Linked DNA regions of Sus scrofa: region 2 is linked to region 1. A link is a contact called in public promoter capture Hi-C data. All regions are on one chromosome and are shown on one strand. Each heading gives the region's core, a stretch centred on a gene start, on an enhancer-like site or on the middle of the called end of the contact. The rest is flanking DNA. Distances are from core to core; before and after follow the strand shown.

Region 1 (2,922 bases), core at 344-2,843:
AAAAAAACAAAAAACAAAAAAAACCAACCAACCAACCAAACAAACAAACAAAAACGGAAAATGGATCACATATGGTAGAGGCCTGAGTGTAAAGGGAAGCTTCAACAGGAAGTCAAGACCTGAAGGGGAGTCTGACTACTTTCTGGGTCTGAATTATGTAGTTGACTGTATACACCCACAGACATTGTAACCCATCCAGGTTAATGCACCAGCACCAGCAACAAATCTTTTTTTTTTTTTTGGCAGCCAAAAAAAAGGCATAAGATCCTAGGCCAGAGATTGAACCTGCACCACAGCAGTGACTCCAGCCACAGCAGTGACAACACTAGATCCTTAATCCACTGAGCCACCAGAGAACTCCACCGTTAACAAATCTAAGGAAAGCTAGGGACACCATACCAGCTTTATTTGCTCATCTTTCAAGTAAGGTCTGGGCTAGGACCCAGTCTTTTTTTTGGAGGGAGCTCTAGGGTAGAGATGATAGTCTGGGGATTTTAGCCCTGTGAAGGAGCAATTTACCTTAGGTCTGAAAGGAGATAGGAAGGCAGTTGACTCTGGGAGAAGTGGCTTATGAAGAATTAGTAAAATTCCTCTAGATTAGCAGGTTTACCGTTTTTTGTTTTTTGGGTTCCTTTTACTGCACCCTGGGCAGGCGGAAGTTCCCAGGTCAAGGATTGAAGCTGCACCACAGTAGAGACCAGAACTCTGGGTCCTTAACTTGCTGTGCTATAAGGAAACTCCGAGCATGTTTACAGATTAAAAATGTCTTCTCTTAGCAATGATTCTGCAACCTTTTTGGCTTTGCCATTACATCTTTACAGGAGCAATGCTCAGAACACCCCATGGTGGTATGAGTGTGATTAGGTCTCAGATTAGGCCTTCAGTTTGTGTTCCCAACAGCCAGCTGGTACTGCCTCTGCCACTTTACACCTGTGCAACCTTCCATAGAATTACTTCCTCCTTCACGCCTCAGTTTCCTGCTTGCAAAATGCCAGTAAGGATAGTCATCCCATTGGGTTATTCTGAGGATTACATGAGGTAGTTTTTTGGGGGGGTTTGCAATTTTTTTGCTTTAGCATATGGAAGTTCCCAGGCTAGGGGGTCCAATCAGAGCTGTAGCTGTTAGCCTACAGGATCCGAGCCGTGTCTGCCACCTACATCACACCTCACGCCAACCGGATCCTTAACCCGTTGAGCAAGGCCAGGGATGGAACCCGCGTCCTCATGGATCCTAGTCAGGTTCATTACCCGCTGAGCCACGAAGGGTCCTCCTACGTGAGGTAGTTAACAAAAGCTTTGGACACACACTGAGCACCCTATTAAACACTAGTTATGATTGTTACATTGTCTGTATTGGTCCTTGTCTGTGTCCCAACCTGCGCGCTCTTTCCCCGCATCTGCACAAGCGAAATCGACCACCTCATCCGAACACACAGCACTAGGTGACTAGACGACTGGCTGGGTTTGCGCGCCGTGAGGCAGCCAGGAGAAAACCCGCGCAGCCGCAGAAGGGCTTGCAGTGGCGCCTGCCCTCCACTGGGGGCAGATGGGTTCGCCCCGCCCCCTAGAGGTCAGAGGTCACCGGACGGCAAAGGAGCAGCTCCGCATCGCGGATCCCGAGTCCCGCGCCGATGGCGCCGGCGCAGCGCTGCCCTCTTTGCCGCCAGACTTTCTTCTGCGGTCGCGGGCACGTCTACAGCCGCAAGCACCAGCGGCAGCTGAAGGTGGCTTTGGAGCGGCTCTTGCCGCAGGTGCGGACAGGAGGCCGGAGGGGACCATGGAAGCCCGGGGGCGGGGATGCGAGCGAGCAGGGAGGGCCGGAGGGCTTGGGATCTGAAAGTCCCGCCGGGGTTCCACTTAGCCTCTCCCCCTTTCTGCCACAGGTAGAGGCTGCCCGCAAGGCGATCCGCGCCGCTCAGGTGGAGCGTTACGTGCCCGAGCACGAGCGCAGCTGCTGGTGCCTGTGCTGCAGTTGTGAGGTGCGGAAACACCTGAGCCACGGAAACCTGACCGTGCTGCACGGGGGGCTCCTGGAGCATCTGGCCAGGTGAGCGCCGTGTCAGGAGCCGCATAACAAAATCGAGCACACTTGTGGAAGGGAGGGTTTGGGGTGGGTGAGAGGAAGAACGCTTTTGTGATTTGATCAGGGTAGATAATTGAATCCTCTTATAGGCATCAAGGGTAGCAAGTTTATGGCTGCCATGGTCCCAGTGGTGTTGGAGGTCTAGCTCGAAAGCCAGCTGAGCAGCTGCCTCAGACAAGGTTGCTGCCCATCACTTCCTCTCAGATTCTTCCATTTTTATTGGGAGGAGACTGGAGATGCTGGAAGAGACTACTAACAGCATACATCTCTCAGCCTTGCCCAGAGGCAGAAACCCAGACGTCAATTTGCATTATTTATTTAATGCCTATATATCTGAGTAATATTCTTTAATCTCTCATTGAGATTACTTATCCTCTCCAACCTCAGCCCAGAGCACAAGAAAGCAACCAACAAATTCTGGTGGGAGAACAAGGCTGAGTTCCAGATGAAAGAGAAGTTTCTGATCTCCCCCCAGGATTATGCACGGTAAGTCCCTGGTTATGAATGATTAAGTGGCAGAGTGTGGATTTTCTGGGTCTGTGTTAGGTACTGGAGCTTCGTCTATTCATTAGAAGTATGGTGGACCTCATTAGTATCCATTTTCTTCGTAGCACTCATTCTAGGCACTATTTTGGACACAAAAAAACTATGACAGAGTCCTTGAAAGGTTTATAATCTAGTTAGGGCATGGGATTTAGTGTATTGAGCCAATAGAGAACAGCATGTAATGAAAGTTGGCAGTAAGCAATTACTTAATGTGTGACAGAGAGACTACTAAGGTCCTTTAGGAACAGAAGAGGCTATTTTCTTCCTTTTTTCCATTCTCCTTTATTCTAAAA
Region 2 (2,901 bases), core at 83-2,582, 47 kb after region 1:
CATCTTCCTGAGGGCCTGCTCATTAAAGCACCTTCCATGGAGAAGGTAGGACAGAGAAAGACAAAGGTGTGGGTCCAGCAGCTCAAGACTGCAGAGGCTTCCCACCACACATCACTCATCCTTCACTCATTTATGTCTCTTTGGATGCCTCTGTTGGGGTACACACCACTCAGCGCCAGCAGGTCTGCCAAGAGCACAGCCATCAAGGCCCAACAGGCTAGCCTCCTCGGCCTCTGCCTCCTGACCATGGCTGCCATTGCGTCCCTGGGGGAGGAGAAAAACAACACCTGTAACTAACTGGATGCCCTGAGTAAGGAGGCAGAACCTCATCCAGAACAGAGAAGCTTTAAAATTCCTACCTCCTCCATCCTCACCCAGGGCAGGGCAGTCTACATCCCTTCCCCTCCTTCCTAGTGAGAAACAAGCACTCTCATCGTCCTCAGAAGTACCCACACAAAGGCCCAGGTGAAATGACATGAGTCCTGAGCTAAAGCCACTACATCCCTAAACAGGGAAGGTAACAGAGCAGGAGGAAGAAAACCAGGGCCTTCCGCCCACGGCAACCAGCGCATTCTAGCACTGTCCCTGATGTCAGACACCTGGGGGGCGGCCAGAGATCCCGGCCCAGGGCTCAACTACCTTCCCACACCTGGGGGCCCTCCGCTGGCGGGGAAAGCCAGGTCGGGCCTGGACAGGAACTGAGAGATGGTGACGTTGGGGGAGGAGGAGATGGAAGAAGGGCCTGTCTCATCAGCATCCCTTCGGGTTGTCCGGCCTGTCCCCCTTCTTCATCCCATCCCGGGCCCAGCTGCCTACACAGACGCTGAGTCTGGAACGGTAAGAGTCCGGGACGGACGGGTACCGAGTCCCCCGAGTTCACCTGCCGAAGGCGGTGGCTCTCACTCCCGGAAACCGTCCCTAGCCCACCCCTAAGGTGTGTGGGCGGCCCGAGGACCGAGCTGCGGGGCCAAGCTCACCGGCGTCCGCGCGGCCCTCACTCCCGCTACCGACCCGCCCCCGGAGCTAGCACGTTACCTCCCCTAGAAGGGGTGGTCGGTCCCCATCGCCATCCCCACCCCCTCTACCTTCTGCCTCCGCTCCTATGGCCCCAGCTCTGGGACAGACGCACTGGCGGACGGACCCACGAGGCTGGCAGAGCACCCCTCAAGCCCGCGCCCTTCACAACTCCCCTCGGTTTGCAAACTGTTACATTAGCCACCCACCTCTCGGCGGCGTCTCGCGCACCAGCCGGCCCGGGACGCGGCGTGCGCTCATTGGAGCCTCCGCCGCCCGGCCCTGCGCAGCACGCCCTGTCCTTCCCCCTGCCGCCCCGGCGCGCGCTCCCATTGGGCCACGTCCTAGGCCCGCCCCCTCCTCCGTCTCCAGCCCCTGCCGGGGAGGCAGCGAAGGGGCCAGTCAACCAGTTGGAAGAAAACCGCCGACGCCGGCTTCCGATTGGCCCACGTCATACGGCTCAGCGTCGGTCCTGGTGCGATCGCGGGACCTTTCCGGCTGCCTCGCTGGACGTCTGACTGCCCGGGTCGCGGGTAACCGGTACCTGGAGCAAGTGGGCGCAAAGATGGGCCCGCACTTGGCCCTCTCTTCCGGTCGGTTACCTGGGAACCCCGGCGGAGGAGCGGGAGTGACCCGCATCCCCTCCGCAGCCAAGCGGAAGAGGCGCTCTCTAGCTGGTCGGTATTGAACTGCCCTAGGCTTTGGCTGGAAATCAGAGAACCGCTGCGCTTCGGGCGTAGACCACCCCGACCTCCCTTCGTTTATTTTTTTAAAATGTGGTTTTTATTTTTCCATCATAGTTGATTTTCTTTTCGTTTTTTTGAGGAAAGTAAAACCACCAAAACAGATGCTCGCTGATGGGTCGGAGATAATGCTTGTCTTAGTGGCCGAATTTGGCCTAAACTCTTTTCTAATTTGTATGAGAAAGAATATTCCAAACTGCAAAACGCTATACACAAAATAATTTTACTTGTAATTGGTTAAGCACAGATACACCACCTCCTGTTTTTCTTCAATTAAACTTGTGCACATCCCTTTTTTTCTCCTTCGAATCAAAGCACCTCGGCAATTATCAACGCTCCTCACTCCTCTCTGTCCTTTACCGACCCATAGAAATGTATTTGGTCCTTGAAGAGCGCACTTTATTTTCTTTTCCCAGTTTTATTGAGATGAGCATACTTTTCTTTAATGTGAATATCGTTTGCTTCTCTCCTCTCACAAAATTGATGTCTGGCCTCCTTTCATAAAAGGTTCTCATGAAGGCCCTGGCAGTGACAGCTAGGGTTAGGTTAAGAAACCCTTATCTGTTCCTTTCCCTACATTTTTCTTGTTGATTAGGGAGAGAGAATTAAATTTCTGTGTCTCTTCTTCTTCTTATTTGGCCACTCTGGCAGCGTGTGAAGTTCCCTGGCCAGGGATTGAACTCAAGCCCCAGCACTAACCTGAGCTGCTACAGTAACAATGTTGGATCCTTAACACTGCTCTGCAAGGAAACTCCAGAGGATTCTACGCTTAGAAGATAAATCTTTCAGTACCAGGGAGAGGTCTATTTTTCTTCCCTTTAAGAATAGTTCAGGGGAGTTCCCATAGTGGACCAGTGGAAGTAAATCTGACTAGGAACCATGAGGTTGTGGGTTCGATCCCTGGCCTTGCTCAGTGGGTTAAGGATCTGGTGTTGCCGTGAGCTGTGGTGTGGGTGGCAGATGAGGCCTGGATCTGGAGTTGATGTGGCTGTGGCGTTGGCCGGCAGCTGTAGCTCTGAATAGACCCCTAGCCTGGGATCCTCCGTATGCTGAGGGAACAGCCTTAAAAAAGAAAAAAAAGAAAAAAAAAAAAGAATAGTTTAGTCCTCAGGTAGAAGAGAAATTGGTAGAAATAAAGAGAAAT

What was found. Promoter capture Hi-C pulls out the DNA fragments that hold promoters and counts their contacts.
Region 2: a promoter capture Hi-C map of liver shows a contact between it and region 1, with 2.3 times the contacts expected there. The contact joins the promoter of HYOU1 here to the promoter of CCDC84 in region 1. A contact is called at or near these places in 3 of 5 promoter capture datasets (fetal liver and liver), 8 of 47 Hi-C or Micro-C datasets (alveolar macrophages, heart right ventricle, liver and 2 more) and 2 of 2 datasets of contacts at active chromatin or transcription factors (alveolar macrophages and skeletal muscle).

Annotation. Positions count from the first base shown.
Region 1 is chr9:46,228,817-46,231,738 of Sscrofa11.1, forward strand. CCDC84 (coiled-coil domain containing 84) reads left to right here and starts at 1,594. Exons shown (of 11, transcript NM_001244396.1): 1 at 1,594-1,751; 2 at 1,884-2,047; 3 at 2,471-2,569. The coding sequence starts at 1,632.
Region 2 is chr9:46,275,724-46,278,624 of Sscrofa11.1, forward strand. HYOU1 (hypoxia up-regulated protein 1) reads right to left here and starts at 1,333. Exons shown (of 25, transcript XM_021062954.1): 1 at 1,224-1,333; 2 at 167-264. The coding sequence starts at 257.